Regions from separate parts of the Lactuca sativa genome. Here region 1 is linked to region 2. The links are chromatin contacts, called in public Hi-C maps. All regions are on one chromosome and are shown on one strand. The core of a region is the stretch at or near the end of the contact, and the rest is flanking DNA. Distances in the headings are between cores, read along the strand shown.

Region 1 (4,851 bases), core at 2,005-4,504, 400 kb before region 2:
ACCATTTCAGGAATCTTTCCATTGTACTGGATCAAGGATCCAATGTTACCCCATATGTTTTGTTATCTGTGTTGTTAAATCTTTGTTATATACAAAAAAACATAAGAATCTCTATTCCAACAAAACCCATACGAATCCGAGTAAAATGAAGCATATTAAACCTACTTAATAATTGTAATTTTGTAATAAATTGTTTGACCATGGTTTATGCATAGCATCATGCATCACGTGTATGAAGTTCCAATGCGAAAATAGATCATTAGGGACTCAAAAGCTTCTTTACTTTTGTATTACAGTAACAAAAAAAGACATGAAAAAGTAACTAAGAAAAGGGCAAAACCCTAATTTGATAAATTAATCCATTAATTACCTTGCATGCATGCCATGGTTTAGGGGTTTGGTTTATGCTTAAGAATACCACCATGGCCATGGGAGGGAGCTTTCAGCCCCAAGAAATCTCTTGTCATCCCCTCATTGCCCATAACTCCACCTCCAATATTACCACCATTGCCATTACTCTTAGCATCATTCATCGCCATCATTTGACCATGATGCAGTTTGGATGAATCCGAAGGATGACTTTCAACTAGATCTCCATGCAAATCACGATCATGATCATGATCTTCTTTCTTTGCATCCATGATTTGACTAAACGCATCCTCAAACGTCGACACATCGGCAAATCCATCAGGATTCATCATCATGCTCATGCTCATATTCATGCTCATGTTCATGGGATGAAGAAAAGATGGTGATGTATGAGGATGATGGGGTAGGGGTAGGGGTAGAGGTGGGGTTGGGTGGGGTGAAGGTGAAGTTGAAGGTGAGGGTGAGGGTCCACCTGCACATGCACCATCTTTAACATTTCCGAAAGAAGCTAACGCCATCATCTCTTCAGGGTCAAGGGAAGACATAAGTAGTCCAGTTGAAGCACTTGTACAACCATTGTTGTTACCAATAGTTGCAGAGTTAGTAGACACGTGAGCTCGGTATTGCTGGTGGTGGTGTTGGTGTTGGTGGTGGGGTTTCAACATTGATGTAGAGGTTGTACATTGAGCTTGTATACTTGTACTCCTGTTGCTTAGGTGACTTGTACCCATCTGAGCTGCTTTTTGCAGCAATGCAGTAGCTGACATGTACGCAGATGGTGCTGGATGGTAGGCTGTCAGGTTGGGCCCACTGCCACCATGACTAATACTGCTAGGGCTACAATCTTTTTCTTGGGATTGGGGTTGGGTTTGTAGCCATGGAAATGGGTGTTCTTCTTTTTTCAAAAAGGTGTTGTGAATCGGGTTAAGAAGATGAAGATCGTTGAATCGGGTCGGGATTTGACCCGGAATGGATGGGTCTATTCCAGTGATTGCTCGTGCACTTTCTTCTGCTAGTGCATCACAGAAAGCTCTATGTGTGATGAAACTATCCCTCCTGTACATTTTTTAAGATTTAAAATATATAAAACTGAAAAGGACAATAAATATACCATGAACAACAACAATCCAAACACAAAAAAACAAAAACTTTGCAGAAAAAAGAAAAAAACCCATCTCGCTATTAGTTGTTAATCCAAGAAACACAGACACCCACAAAAAAGTTTATAGAAAAATGTACTTTTTAATCACAGATAACAGCTAAAGAATCAATACTGTCAATGAATATGAAAAGGGACTTCATTTATTATGGGGTTTTAGAATTTAGGGTTCTTTAATGTCTTTCTTTAAATATCGCACATGGTTCATGCAAAACGCTCAATCGACAAACTTTATATCCTTTTTGTGTTGGGATTTGTCATGATTTTTTAGGGTTATTTAATGTTGAATTGTGATCATAAATGGAAGAATTTTACCTAGAAAAAAGGGTACCACAGTCGCATCTGTACTCTCTGGTGCCACAAGTCTTGGAATGAGCTTTCCAATCGGATTGAACTGCGTACCTCTTTGAACATTTATCACATTTCCACTTCTTTTCACCATGTTTTCTGCTAAAGTGTTTCTTGATCCCAGTCAAATCGCCTAGAGCCCTAGATGGTTCATGGTGCACACAATTCACTTCTGGACACACATACACTTTCTTCCTCACAACTTCATTCTTGTTCCTCTGCTTCAACTTCCATGGCAGATTGTGTCCTCTTCTGTGAAGTTGTAGATTCTGATCTCTTTGAAACCCTTTGTTACATATCTCGCACACAAATCGATTCGTCGCCATTAATGTCTTCGGTGATAAAGATATCACTTCTGCTTCTGGATCTACAACATGAAATAACATATATAATCGATATCATACATTCCCGTTCCTGATTTTCTTAATTGTTGTAAAAAAAATCAAATGAGTTTCATTAATTTTGAAGTAATTAACTATTGAAACCCACAATTTATTTATGAGAGTCATTGAAAAAGATTAAAGATTTAAGAGATTTTGAACCAAGGTCAACTGATAGTCCCTCGTTGACTACATCACTGTTACCAAACTTGTACCTTTCCTTTCAAATTAATGGAAATTTTGAAAAGCAACCATTTTTTTTTATGAAAATGGAGAAACTCATGAAAATTTGTTTAAGATTTAAGAGATATTGAACCTGGGTTGCCTGGAAGACTTCTTTTTTTCTTGAGTAGTGGTTGACTTTGACTTGGAGGTGGATGTGCAAAGTACTGCTGTTGATTTGGATGATAATTGCTTCCATTTTCTTGACCTTTATTCTCTGAACAAGAATTAACAGTATTTGCATAAAGATCACTCGATGCAGAACTCAAATTATCTTCCAAAATCACCTTCTGCTGTTTCATCATCATCTTGTCTCTCACTCACTCTCTCTTTCTCTCTCTCTCTAGGTGTCGATATGTGTAAGTGTATTTATATATATAATATGAGTGTATCTATGTATGTTGCATCATCATGAAAACTTAAAAGGCAAAGATGAAGAAGACAAAAGAAGAATTAAACTTGGAAAGAAGCTAATAAAGAAGAAGTGGAATCAAGAAAAAGGTTAGTTTTTGTTTGAACTATAGTTTACTTCTTGAAATCTCAACTGCTCCATATGGTGTTTTCTTTAATTTGGCATTAACCCAACAGACAATGTTTGGGTTTCTGGAAGAAACTGAAGCAGACCTTCTAAGTATTATATCATCAGTTCATGCTTTGTTGCTCAATCACACACACAAACACAAACTGGTGTGTGCGTTCTTGATTATTGGTAGAGATAGAAAGAGAGAGGTGTGGATGAAAAAAAGAAGAGCCGGAGCTAAAAAGATGAGTGTGTAAGAGAGAGAGAAGAAGAAGGGAGGGGTGGGGGTGGGGGTTGGGGGGGGGGGGGGGGGGTTAGGGTTGATGTGTGACTTAGGGTACTATTGCTTTCTGTCTTTTTCTCTCTTCTGTTTCCCAATCTCTCTTTTCTTTTTTCTTTTTGCATATTACTGTAGTAATTATATCTTTTGAGAATAAAAGTTTCAAGTTTTTCTTGCCAAGTACTTTACCCATATTCTTCACATCTTTTCCTTTCATTTACTATATATTTAATGTTTTAGATGTTTAGTTTATATAATTACCAAAGGTTTTAAATTACGGTAAGTCAGGACTCTAAGGTTTATATTTGCTATCAAGATTTAACAAAATGTGGTATATATAAAAATAAGTAATAATAGAATATACATATATATTAATTATATATAAAATTATCGCATTAAGTCACGCTTCACAAACGAATTTGTTGATAAGGCTCGAAAAAGCTTAAGGCTTTGCATTGTCGTTAACTCACTCCTAACGTTATTTACAACCTTGTAATTACCGTATAATTAATTAAATACCATAGTTTTATAAGTTAGTATAGTGGGTTTTATATTAGGGAAAATGACACAAAATCAACTAATATTATATGTATTCTTTTAATTTTTCGTCGTAACTTTAAAATTTTGCACTAAGGCCATTGCTGTTACGGAATTTTGTCAATTATGATTACTTGTCGGTCGGTTATATCTGGTAAATGAAACTCTATTACGTGGATTCTTTCATTTAAAGCCTCCAATTACATGGAGGGAAAGATTAGAGAGGGGTTTAATCGTAAGTATTGGGCTAAATTAGGTTTTCTACAAATGTTGGTGCTAATCAAAAAAGGTTCATCTTCATTACCAACGTTTACAATCGTTTCTAATTATCGACATTGTGTCATTTTTGTCAACATATGTCATTCATTATGATCCATTTATCTCGATTAATAATTAACTAGTCAAAATGTACGAATAGTTGAAGGTATGGAAATGGATAGTTCATACCATAATGACATGGAAAATAATGAAGCTTATTTTGAAGTGTGAGATTGATGAAAATATCATGCCATCTGGCAATATCATTTTTATATGAAATTTGTGATTTCAAAATACATTGTAATGTAGAAGGAAACCACATACCCAAAACCTATATGATTATGGGAAATGACTATATTGCATTCAAAACAAATTTAGAAAGAAGTTATTATACTTGAAGGTTTTGGAAATCTCAAGCATCCTTTTTACACATGCATGTGTTGTTATCAATTACCTAAACTAAGACCCAAGGATTATATGGGCAATTGGTTTTATAAGAAAATACTTACAAAAGATGGGATAGTGGGTATAAGTTTGTGTAAAGCCTTCAGAAGGGTTTTGATTTAGATTAGTTGTAAATAATATGTTGAGGGAAAATGGATATTTTTTTATATCTATTTGGGTCATTTTAATCCTCATGTTTTCTTTATTTGATTACCTGTTTTGTAAGTTGGGTGTTGTAAACAATGTGTTTGGTAATATTACTAAAACAATGAAGTCCACCTACTATTATGTATCGTTGTTATGTTGTTAATTTAGGTCAATGTTTATATATACT
Region 2 (4,447 bases), core at 473-2,972:
CTCAAAATCACGCTTGGCTACATAAATTGGAATATATGGCTGGACATTGTTTGTCCAGTCACGAAGATCGTCTAAACCTAAAGAAAAAAAATAATAAATGAATAATTGAGTAATTGTTACTATTATGATTGAAATGAAATGGGAAATTAAAGACTAGAGACCTCCAATTGCATCAGCATGAGAATGAGTAATAATAACAGCATCTAGTGATCTTATTCTGACAAAATAAACACAGGGTTTGTTATTTTTGTGGTAGAAATATATAAGAGAAAATGAGAAAAATAAATCTTACCCATAAGTAGGGAACCATCGAAGAGCACTTTGGTAGAAAAATCTGTGAGATGAAAAATAAAAATTATTATTTGATTCTCCCAGTGATTGATACTTCCAATGATTTTGATTATTTAGGGTCTAAATAATCACATTTGAAGAAACATGAAATAAAACTGATTATTCAAATAATTATATAAAATTACTATCGATCCCTAACTTTTAGAACCTAGTTAACTGATATCTGATTTTGATTCATTATGAATCAGACCAAAAACAATCAAGTTAAATGTGTGTTTATGCAACAAAGTTTTGCCAATTTTCCAATCTATACAACAAACTGATCTTTTATACAAAATATGCAACTACATTTCATTTTAGGACCAAAGATTCGATATTTTACCTATAACTTGATTGAAATTTTTTTTTCTTTTTTCAAATTATCTGAAAAGAGCATATAGATGAAATCAGTGATGAAAGCATGTTTTACATACTTGCCAGCATCTATAAGAATGTTAGATATGCCAGAGGGTTTAGGATAACGAATAAGGAGGCTTGTATTGAGTCTCTTATTCTTATTTCCACGTACTACAGCTTTTGAGCAAACCTGAAAAAAGCCATTGAGATATGCACATTGGAAAGAAAAGCTACAAAAACACATCTACAAGCTTCAAATATTTGCTTGTTGTTACAAAATGAGTTGACTCAGTTTGATGGTTACCGGGCATTTCTTTAAGGGGTGAGTAAGGCAGCTCACTCGTGGGACTCCTTCACTGGTTCCTGTCCCCATGAATATGATTTCTGGTTGCTCAAGAGTTATCTTCTCTCCTTTCTGTACACCTGCAATAATTTGAATAGTTTTAGGTCCTACTACTCAAAACAAAACCCTAGCGTAGGTTTTAGAGAGATGAATTACAAGATGAAACTGGAAAACAAGTTCAAATGATATTAAAATTGAAGTTCTAAAGCATCCCATCCATGATTCTTTTCGAATTTATGGCATCTCAATTCCATCGTCATCCGCTATATATAGATATAATAACATTTCACACATATATACACGTAAACATTATATTGGTAGAAATCATTTCAAGTTTTTAATCTAACCAATGGTGAAAAGCGAGAAATCAAACACATGTAACCAATTCGGGGATCACTACAAGTAAATGGAAATCAACGGAAACGAAAGCTTATCAATATCTTACTTGAATTCGACTGCAGGGAAGCATCTGAATAAATGCGATTAGATTGAAGACGAGAGCGAGAGCTCCCATAGCTGTAAACTGGAATTGAGGAACGTTTAGTGTTTGAGGAAGATAGATGTCGGGTCAAACGAGCGAAACGGGTCAGAGAAGAAGGAGAAGGACGAACTGCTCCTTGCATTAAGATCATTGGGACCCGAAAACGCTCTTGTTCTGTAGATCGTAGAACCCTTTGCCCAAGAAAAACCTTCGGTTATTACTAAAAGGTCAAAGATATTTTCTGTTTATGCAAATTTTCAGTTTCACCCCTGAGCTTATGTAAAAGCTCCAAATCCAAGCCTTATTATGGATACTACTAGTGTTGAAACTTGAAACAGAGATGGATGATTTGAATTTTGAACACGTTAAAATCCTATAAAGAAAGATTTCCTTAGAAATTGCATTGGATGTTGGTGTAGTAAACATTATTTTAAAAACTGTTACTAAAATAATTTTATCTAATAATTTTCCATTTCATCAATTTAAAGGGTATTTGTTTCACCTCTTAATGGTTCCATTAAAAAGTTGGCTTTGAATCAAGCAGATTCACAGAGCGTTTGATTGGGTTTTTATCCGCCTCTAAATGGGACGTGATTATAGATGAATAAGCAAACAATTTGTTTTTCTACAAGTATCAATACTGAGTACTGAACTATTTATTGTCATTCACAATATACTATTTTACACAAAATACCATTAAAATAAAAGTATTTTATAAACACAAAGTTACCTTTTGATAGTAATTTTTTTTAGAACCAATAACGTTTTGTAAAAAAGAAAATAACCCATCACCCACACAAATCATAATCATCCCAACAACATAAATTAAGCAACTAGATATACAAATTTATTAGACTTCAAACATAATTTCAAATAAGTTCACAACCACATGAAATCAACCAGTTTAAACTTTAATGTTATCCATACAAACATGGTTAAAATCATCACCACTCTAGTAACGATACTTGGTGGAGTAATCTTTAGGAGCAATCACCAAACCGCGTCCCTTCCTAGCCCCACGATACACAGTTTCAACAATGTCTATGAACTCTTGCTTGTCTTTCATGGCCCAATTGATCTTATTGTTGTTACCAGTTCCAAGATCAATCATAATATGCTTGTTCCTGAAGAAGAACATCACAGTAGATGGATCGTATAGCTCATACATTGTATTGAAGTCAGGTACCTCAGTGATGTCCACCAAGTAGATCACAGCAAAGTTCTTTATTGTCTCTGCAACTGAAGCAAGCACTTCATCCATCTACAGATCCCACAACAAGATGATTCAGTATTATATACAGATTGAGTAAATATTAACCTAAGTGACAAATATCCCCAATTTCAAAATTTGGAACTTGGGATATTGAAATTTATATGTAACCAGTTAAAATTTCGATTGAATTGAATCGTAATCCGATGGAATGATAGGAAGATGTAATAAACAGAGAAAACAGTATTTGAATTAGCGATAGAGATAGGTGAAACTAGGGTTTTACCTGCATACAAGTTTCGTCCCAATCATGGCCGAACCGAATAACCACGAGACGTTCTTCCTCGGCGAGGATCGCCTGATCGACGGCCCAGCCGGAATGCAAGTGCGGTAGCAAGTACGACATCTCTGTCTCCCTCTTTCTTTTTCTCTCGAGAAGCGACGGCGAGTATCAAAGAAGGCCGATGTATATAGAAGCTCACACGCGGTCTTTATTATTCCGTTGAGATAAGTTATAAAATAGTCCTTCAACTATATATATTTATAGTTGATATCACTAACTTTTAAACTTTTCGTTGGTTTTGCTAAATGAAAAGTTATTAAATGTTTTATTTTTTTATTATTATTTTTAACGGCAAATTTAATTTAATCTTCAACTAATTTTGAATTCCACGTATGTCTCAAACAAGATTTGAACCATCAACCTCAAGAATAAAGGCAACACTTAGGGTGTGTTTGGCCCGGAGCTTTTAAAAACATTTGAGAGCTTCTAGCTTTTAACTTTTGACAAAACGCTATAGTTTAAACAAAAAGTTTCGTTTGGCAGTACGAACGTTTAACTTTTAGTTTAAACAAAACGCTACAAATCTAAAAGTTAATTCATGTAGCGTTTAACAAAACGCTACTGAGTTTTTGAAATCAATTTTCATAATTACCTTTAAAAATATATTTATATATTTATTTATTTTTAATCAATTGTCCTTTTATGTAATTTTATATATTTCAAAAGCTACCAGCTACTTTTACCAAACACTCATTAAACAATTAAAAGTTACAGCTACCCGCTACACGCTACCAGCTACCCGCTTTCAGCTAACAACTATTTTTGCCAAACACGCCTTTAATATCATTGGGCTACAAGCTCTTTAGTATTAAATATTATATTTACTAGAGAATAACAACAAAGAATCTCATTAAAATGGGATAGGGAGAGATATTGGATAGAGTTTAAAAACCATGCATCTATAAGGGTCAGAGCGACTATGTTATATAGATGACATCCGACATGTGTCAAACGATAACTTGTAAGGAGGCAAACAAAAGGAAAGTAAGTCAAATTTAGTTTCACCAACCAACCTTAATGTGATGGATGACATCTACCTCTATACTTTCCCTTATGGATCACAGAACTCAAACACTTGAAGCTCTCCTTTATATGGGTGACAATTTGGTCGGATTCAGGTTGGCGGGTTGGTTGGTCAAAATACATCAACCCAACCCAACCCACATAACTTGTTTAATTATACAAGTTTGCGGTTAGGTTTCACCAACAGTGGTGGTTTAGGGATAAAGTGATGAGCGGTGGTGGGCCGGTGGAGCACTATGTGTACCAGTAGCTTGCGGCTTTGTGTTAGTGGGTAGGTGGTTTGTGATGACGAAGGAAGGCGGTACTGGTGGGTGGGAGGAGGTAAGGTAGTAAGGTAAGGGCGAGGAGTAGTATGCGGCC

What was found. Hi-C and Micro-C count contacts between places; a contact is called where the count stands out from the background.
Region 1: a Hi-C map of leaf shows a contact between it and region 2, with 6 times the contacts expected there. The contact joins the promoter of LOC111889062 here to the promoter of LOC111889065 in region 2. A contact is called at or near these places in 2 of 4 Hi-C or Micro-C datasets (both in leaf).

What each region holds. Positions count from the first base shown.
Region 1 is chr4:168,267,425-168,272,275 of Lsat_Salinas_v11, reverse strand. It overlaps LOC111889062 (protein indeterminate-domain 7), which reads right to left and starts at 3,254. Exons shown (of 3, transcript XM_023885198.2): 1 at 2,573-3,254; 2 at 1,844-2,243; 3 at 260-1,425. The coding sequence starts at 2,786. The coding sequence ends at 390.
Region 2 is chr4:167,864,771-167,869,217 of Lsat_Salinas_v11, reverse strand. LOC111889065 (putative hydrolase C777.06c) reads right to left here and starts at 1,722. Exons shown (of 12, transcript XM_023885200.3): 1 at 1,476-1,722; 2 at 992-1,110; 3 at 765-877; 4 at 293-334; 5 at 162-217; 6 at 1-77. The coding sequence starts at 1,662. It overlaps LOC111889063 (thioredoxin-like protein YLS8), which reads right to left and starts at 3,206. Exons shown (of 2, transcript XM_023885199.3): 1 at 3,008-3,206; 2 at 2,337-2,772. The coding sequence starts at 3,127. The coding sequence ends at 2,464.